2 separate regions of the Ovis aries genome follow, and region 2 is linked to region 1. The links are chromatin contacts, called in public Hi-C maps. All regions are on one chromosome and are shown on one strand. The core of a region is the stretch at or near the end of the contact, and the rest is flanking DNA. Distances in the headings are between cores, read along the strand shown.

The links. A called contact is a pair of places that touch in the nucleus more often than the background predicts.
Region 2: a Hi-C map of blood shows a contact between it and region 1, with 3 times the contacts expected there. The contact joins the promoter of FOXO3 here to the enhancer-like site in region 1. A contact is called at or near these places in 7 of 16 Hi-C or Micro-C datasets (blood, liver, skin fibroblasts and 1 more).

What each region holds. Positions count from the first base shown.
Region 1 is chr8:28,862,733-28,866,225 of ARS-UI_Ramb_v3.0, forward strand. All of the region lies in intron 1 of FOXO3 (forkhead box O3), which reads right to left. Among named protein-coding and RNA genes, the nearest start is that of FOXO3, 59 kb to the right of the region's middle. Within about 2 kb of position 1,894, at least 26 of the 54 cell types and tissues checked have an H3K27ac peak or open chromatin away from gene starts, as enhancers often do. A contact at or near this core is called in liver, where this site is marked.
Region 2 is chr8:28,921,302-28,924,794 of ARS-UI_Ramb_v3.0, forward strand. FOXO3 (forkhead box O3) reads right to left here and starts at 1,695. Exons shown (of 2, transcript NM_001267889.1): 1 at 1,078-1,695. The coding sequence starts at 1,695.

The DNA of each region.
Region 1 (3,493 bases), core at 644-3,143:
GCATCCATAGTTCCTCCAAATTCTCAGATTCAAGCAATTGCAGACTGTATTATACAGCAATATTTACTGGTAAAAAAAATCTACATATAAGTAGACAAACGCAGTGCCAGCCCGCCTTGTGCACGGGTCAACTGCGATGAGTCTGGTGCAACACAGGGATGGGGCTGACTGCCGGGAGTGTCTCACCCAGCTCCACTGCCCAAGTCCAGGCCTCCAGGTCCTCCCACCTCAGCAGCCCCCAAAGCCCCCTGACCAGTCTGGGTCCATTTCGAGGTGAAGCACAACTGGTACAGACTGAAAATGGCCTAGCATAAAGGTCAGATTCTTTTACTCCCCATTTCCAATCCACAGGGGGAGCGAATGCACAGCAACTGGACATCTGCTCCTTCCTGCTCCACCCCCCAACCCGATGTCCACAAGAGCCCTCTCTCCCACCCCTGGCGTGACCTCAGAAGCCACCATCAACCAGCAGGTCAGCAAGCAAGAGGGCATCTACCGACCACTCCTGCCTACAGCATGAAGAACACACTCTGTCCTGACCTTTGGGTGGACCTGTTCCCTTTCTTCCCACTGTCCACACTTACCTGCGGTCATTATTCCTTGACAACTGTTTCTGGAGTGCCCACCACACACTTGGCTTTCTGTAAGGGGTTGGGAAAAAGGTGAACTAGAGACAGTCTTCCCTCATGGAGCTTACCCATCCTCTTCACCTTAAGAAACTCCAGGTTGAGCTCACATGCCACCACCTATGTGAAATCTTTCCCCTGTTTCAAGTAGCTGGCTGTTAAGAGTTATGTCTGTGTGTTTAAAAATTATCTAAAATCAAAATCAAAATATTGGCATGGCCAGTGGGGAAAATAAAAGAAAATAAGATTTTACTCAGAAAATCTTAGAAAGAACATAAGAACATGTTACTCAGCAATATGAAGAATGCTGCTAAGTCACTTCAGTCACGTCCGACTCTGTGCAACCCCACAGACGGCAGCCCACCAGGCTCTGCCATCCCTGGGATTCTCCATGCAAGAACACTAGAGTGGGTTGCCATTTCCTTCTCCAATGCATGAAAGTGAAAAGTGAAAGTGAAGTCGCTCAGTCGTGTCCAACCCTCAGCGACCCCATGGACTGCAGCCTTCCAGGCTCCTCTGTCCATGGGATTTTCCAGGCAAGAGTACTGGAGTGGGGTGCCATTGCCTTCTCCAATATGAAGAATGGTAAAGGTTAAAAGAAAAAAATCCATGAAATCAATGATTCCTGGGAACAACAACAAAAAAATCTGACAAGGCAGAGAACTTTGATCCACTTTAACCCATAAACTGATTTTATCTTGCTCTCCCTGGCTATCTAGTTCTTCATTTCAAAAATCAATGGCCTGCCTGTGCATCTCAGGTCATTAAGTAACCAAGGAACATGGATTAAAACAATGAGGCTTGTGCCTTAAGGTAGGTGACAGACATTCCAGAAAACCACCACCACTTGCTAGGAGGACAAGATAGCATAGGCATCTGAACTGGCAACACAACCAGTGAGCGACATCCCCAGAAAGAGAGCTGGCGACCATCCTCGGAGCTCACGCTGCTCAAAGTGACTTGAACTCTCCCCGGGCCAACTGACACACCTTGTCTACGTGCAAACCACAGGAAAATACAGGGAATACACCTAAGCGAAACTAAACTAACGTCTGCTTCTCAGTGCCAAAGAAAATGTGAGCAAATTAAGAGCGTACTGGACACAAAGGAGCACTTTCTGGATGGCCAGGTCATACTGAAGCGCGCACCTTCGCAAACCGCCTCAGACTGCTTCCTCTGCTTCAAGCAGCTACTTCCCCACACCCCAGCCCAGCCTCCCCCACACCAGCTGTCTACCTAGCAAGAACTGAAAGGAAAAGCAGATAACTGCGCTTATGCAACACACCAGCTGAATTGAGACACAATTCTAAGTAAACCTGCTCTGGTCTCCCTCACAAGGAGGCGACAGGCAGGGAAAGAAGCCAGCACGTACTGAGCGCCCGTGCAGGGAAGGCACCACTCCGCATTTCATAACTCCAACAAAGAGTAACACCAGACAACTCAGCACGGAGTAATATTATTTCTAATTTCAAGAGAACGTGAATGAGCTCTGGCAAAGTGGGGAGCTCACCTCAGGCCTCACAGCTGGCAGCTGACAGGGGGGTAGGTCCCAGCTCTGACCCCAAGTCACATCAGCTCTCACTACACCAAAGGTGAGCCACGGGGGAGTCAAGATCTTGCCAGAAGCCTTGATACAGATTGTGGAGCTTAGAACTCTTCTCACCACAACCTCCTGGAGTTTCTTTAGTTTTAGAGAAATCATTCTTTTTACTGTTGTAGCTTTCAGAAGTTAAACTTTATAGGGAAACAATTAATACAGTGAAGACAAGTATCCCACACCAGACACCAGAATGCACCTTTAACTGAGGTGTTATAAACAACCTAGGATCTTCAGTATAGTTTTCATCAATAAAGAGTATAGTTTTCATCAATAAACTTACAGGAAGAAACTGTCATGACTATACAAAAGGGGAGATCACTCACCTAACAACCTAACAAAATTATTACTTCAATCATTATCTTAAGATTGAGCAAACTCACCAAGAAGCATGAAAATATTTAGAAACTGAACTTTTCACAGGAAACTAAACAAAAATTAAGAAAACCATAACTGCAAATACATGTCAGTTCATTGTATATAGTTCTATACACTCGATAAATTATAACAAATACCAGATAAAATATTTCACCCTCTATATATGGCATGTGTTCAGTGAACACTTTTTCAGTAACTGCAAAAAATATAAACATGAGAAATATCAACACCCATTTCCACTCAGTTGAGGATGTACTTGTGATTTCTTTGATCCTCACTTTTACACATAGAAAAAAGTTTTTAAAGAAATTAAAACATCTAAAGCTTTTACAAAAATGCAACACAAACCTTTAACCTTTTACACTTTGATTGCTGCTGCTGCTGCTGCTAAGTCACCTCAGTCGTGTCTGACTCTATGTGACACCATAAACAGTAGTCCTCCAGGCTACTCTGTCCCTGGGATTCTCCAGGCAACAATACTGGAGTGGGTTGCCATTTCCTTCTCCAACGCATGCATGCATGCTCAGTCACTTCAGTTGTGTCCGACTCTATGCGACCCCATAGACGGCAGCCCACCAGGCTCCTCTGTTCACAGGATTCTCTAGGCAAGAACACTGGAGTGGGTTACACTTTATTTCCTGCCAAAATAAAGCAGCAATTTAAATTCTTCTCTCCACGCCCACATACAGGATTTATCCTGCAACTACAAATCTTTTCTAAAAGTACACTCATCCTATACACATAGCTTCATTCCTGCCACTATTTATTAAGTAAGCAACCTACAGGTCTAATAAACTTGATACTTTCTCCCTTCACATCTTGAAATATATTTATAAAACCTAATCCCTTCATTTGAACTGCCTTGGATTTGTGCCCAAAGAGCTGTAAATCT
Region 2 (3,493 bases), core at 445-2,944, 58 kb after region 1:
GGCTCCCTTTAGCCTGGTATGCATTCCTGTCTTGGGAGATGTGGCCAGGAGGATGAGGTGCAAGAGCAAAGCCGCTGGGTATCAGCGGCCCAGCAGGGGCACAGGAGTTAATCTCTTTGGATGCCCAATTGCAGGAAGTCATTACATCATAGGCCTTTCCACACCTCTCTCCCTACCACGTGTCCAGTGCCCCAAGAGGCTGAAAACGAACAGTAGAGAGCCTCTCTTCAGGTTCACTTACAGGTAGAAGCCATTACGGTCCAGCCCTGCCAGCAAACCTCCCTCCCCAAGGCCCAGGTGAGGCGCCAGGCGCGGGTCCTGGGCACCTGGACCCTCTGCCTCAAACAGCGCCAGAATCCGGACCTCTGCGCAGAAGCCAGCAGGTGCAGCGAGTCCCCGCTGAGGTAAAAGGGCTGGCCCGTGCCAGGCCCCAAAGCACCTCAGAAGCTACCTGCTGTAGAGACATCTCTGAAGAACAGAGGTGTGGACACAGGCAAGGAAAGGAAACCGGCCAGGAAGAGGTTTACAACCACCGCTTTTTGTAATTGGATTGATGTGCCTGTGGGAGCGAAAACCCCACAAGCCCGAAAACTTGGGCACAAGGGTTCTCATCCAGGTAGTCACAACACACCACGCTTCAGCGACTGACTTAAAACCACAAATCCACTCCTCCCAACCCGTTCCCTCACTCCCCCCGTAGTGGCCTCGCCGCACCCCCACGATGGGGGACTTCTACTCCCAAGTTGGCCGCAGACCTACCTTCTCTGCGATGACCCAGGAATCCGGCAAATTCACTCCGGTCCGTCTGTCCTTCCCTCGCCGGTGTCCCTCAACCCCTCGCCTCACCTGGCCATGCCTGAGGTTTCCCCAGGAGCCTTCTCTCCTGCCACCTTCGCGGCCGTCCCCGGTTGCCCCTCCTCCGGGATCACACAAAACCCCCAAAACCTCACAGCGGAGGCTCTCCCTGCCAACCCCTCTCCCCCGCGCCCTCAGGAGCGCTCCGTCGAATCGAAGACGCGCCTCGCACTGCGCAGGAGGCCCGGCGGGTCCGGCCGCCCGCCCCAGGTGGGTACGCACCTTCCAGCCGGCAGAGCTGTTGCTGTCGCCCTTATCCTTGAAGTAGGGCACGCAGCGCACCATCCACTCATAGATCTGGGACAGAGTGAGCCGTTTGTCTGGGGAGCTCTCGATCGCGCGAGTGATCAGGTCGGCGTAGGACAGGTTCCCCCAGGCGTTCCTCCGCGACGAGCATTTCCTCGGCTGCCCGGAGCCCCCAGCCGTCCCCGGCTGCGGCGGTGGCAGTGGCTGCTGAGGCTGCAGCGGTGTCTGCGTTCCCCCGCTCAGCGCGCCCGCCGCGGGGGCTGGCCCGGACCCGGGGTCCTGCCCTCCAGGAGCCAAGAGCCGGGCCGAGTCCTCCAGGAGTAACCCAGAGCCCAGCGGGCCGCCCCCGCCGCCGCCGATCGCCATGGCCGAGCCGGCCCTACCGCCACCGTCCTCGTCGTCTTCATCGTCCTCCTCCTCGGGGATCATGGAGTCAGCAGCCGCCTCCCCAGAGGGCTTGGCCGGGCTCCCCTGGAGCTCCGGCCTCTGCAGGGGCCACGTACAGGAGCGCGGCCGGCTCTGGGGCTCGAACTCCGGGTCCAGCTCCACTTCGAGCGGAGAGATCGGGGCCGGGGAGGCCGGCGCCTCTGCCATCTTCGCCGCCCGCCCGCCCGCCCGCGGCTCGGGCTCTCGCGCTCTCCTCTCGCGCCGGGGCGGGGTGCGGCGGGGGAGGGACGGGGGCGCCGAGAAGGCTCGGGCTCCCAGGCGGCGCCGCCGCCGCCGCCGCTACAGCCGCCGCCTGGGGAAGCACGAGAGGAGAGAGAAGGAGAGTTGGTTATCCCGGGCTGGAACCCAGTCTTCGGCGAGTCCTCGCCCGCCGTCGCCGCCGCCACCGCTTCGCGACCGCACCGCGCCCGCCTCCCAGGAGCAGGCAGACCTGGAGACGTGCGTCCCGCGAACCTGGCGCAGCAGACGCCGCCCCCAGACCAGGCCGCTGGGGAGACGGGAGCGAATCGACGGGCTCGCACGGGGCACCCCCTCCCCCGCCGCCGCCGGAGCTGCAGGTCTCTCCTGGGCTAGGTGGCTGGGCGGGGAAGAAGGGGGAGGGGCGGGGCGGGGGAGGGGCGCGGGCCGCGCCTTTAAAGCGGGCAGCAGCCGGCGCTGGCGCAGCCCAGCTGCGGTCCGAGCCCGAGTCCGGGCGGGCGGGCGTGCGTTTGTTTATGTTTCGCTCGGGCCCGCTCAAGTGCTTCCCGCGACGCCGCCGCCAAAGTCTGTGGCGTCTTCGGCTCTTCTTCCAGTCCCCGGCCCTGCTGCCTCCGCGCCCCTCTGCCACCCCCTCCCAGCGGAGGGCTCGAGCCCGGGGACGGCGCGGGAAGCTCCTTATTTCCCTCTCTGCCCGCGGGCTGAGAGGGCAAGCGTGGGTCCGAGCGCAAACAGGCCCTTGTCACTTCCAGAAAAAGGGGAAGCCGGGAAAAAGGAGGGCAAGCAGCTCGGTGGGTATTTGCCAAGGGTCGAGCCGAGCGGCAACGGCCACTTTCGGGGTTTGTGAGGCTTATTCTCCCACGGGCGTTGTGCCTTACACCCCCTTCCCAGTGAAGAACGGGAGAAGGGGGCAAGTCGGAACGTAAATCTTCCAACAGGTCAGGAAGCACCAAGTCTCCCGGGCCGCCAGAAAGCTCAGACCAGCACGTTCTTCACCTCCTTGCTCCCGCTGCTGCCATCTTGACAGTTTCCCCCCCTTCACTCAAGTCCTTTAAAAACACTAGCGGGAGAGAAGAGGGGCGCGCACACCGAGTCACGGGGAGGGAAAAGGGAAGCGCCTGGCCCAGCTCAGAAGCAGATCCGGAGTCGCCGGGAAGGCGGTCGACCCGCTCACAGCTCCGGCGCCTACCTCGGTTCCTTCCCCTCAGGGACGAGGGGGGAGGACGCACAATCCCGCGCGGGCCTGGGGCACGATGAGGAAGGGGCGCGCAACCTCGGCCGAGAGGCGCTCCGGCCGCCGCCGCAGCCCGCCTGAGAAACCGCCTGTCAGCCTGCGCCCCGCCGCCTTCCACATTCCTCCTCCTCCCTTCCACAAGCAGAGCGGCCGAGGCAGCAACACAAAGTTATAGACACACGCAGGGTGCCTCAACCTAGGCTGACGGCGGGCGGGCGGGCAGGTCCCCGCCCAGGGGGAGGGCTGGGCGGCGAGCCGGGTTGTGCTCGCGTGCGTGCGTGTGTGCGCGCGCCCGCGCGCACGCCTGCGCGACCCGGTTCCGAGAGGCTGCAGGCTTGAGTGTCAGGGCGCGCGCCGGGACCGAGACTCGGCGGGCTCCTCCTCCCTCCTGCGAGCCTCAACAACAAAGCACGGCGCTGGCTCAGGAGACGAGGGAGGGGGGCCAGCAGAGCTCCAAACGCTCAACGAGCGCAGTCGCGTGGCCTCCCAGACTCCAAGCAGGACGCCTGGCACCCT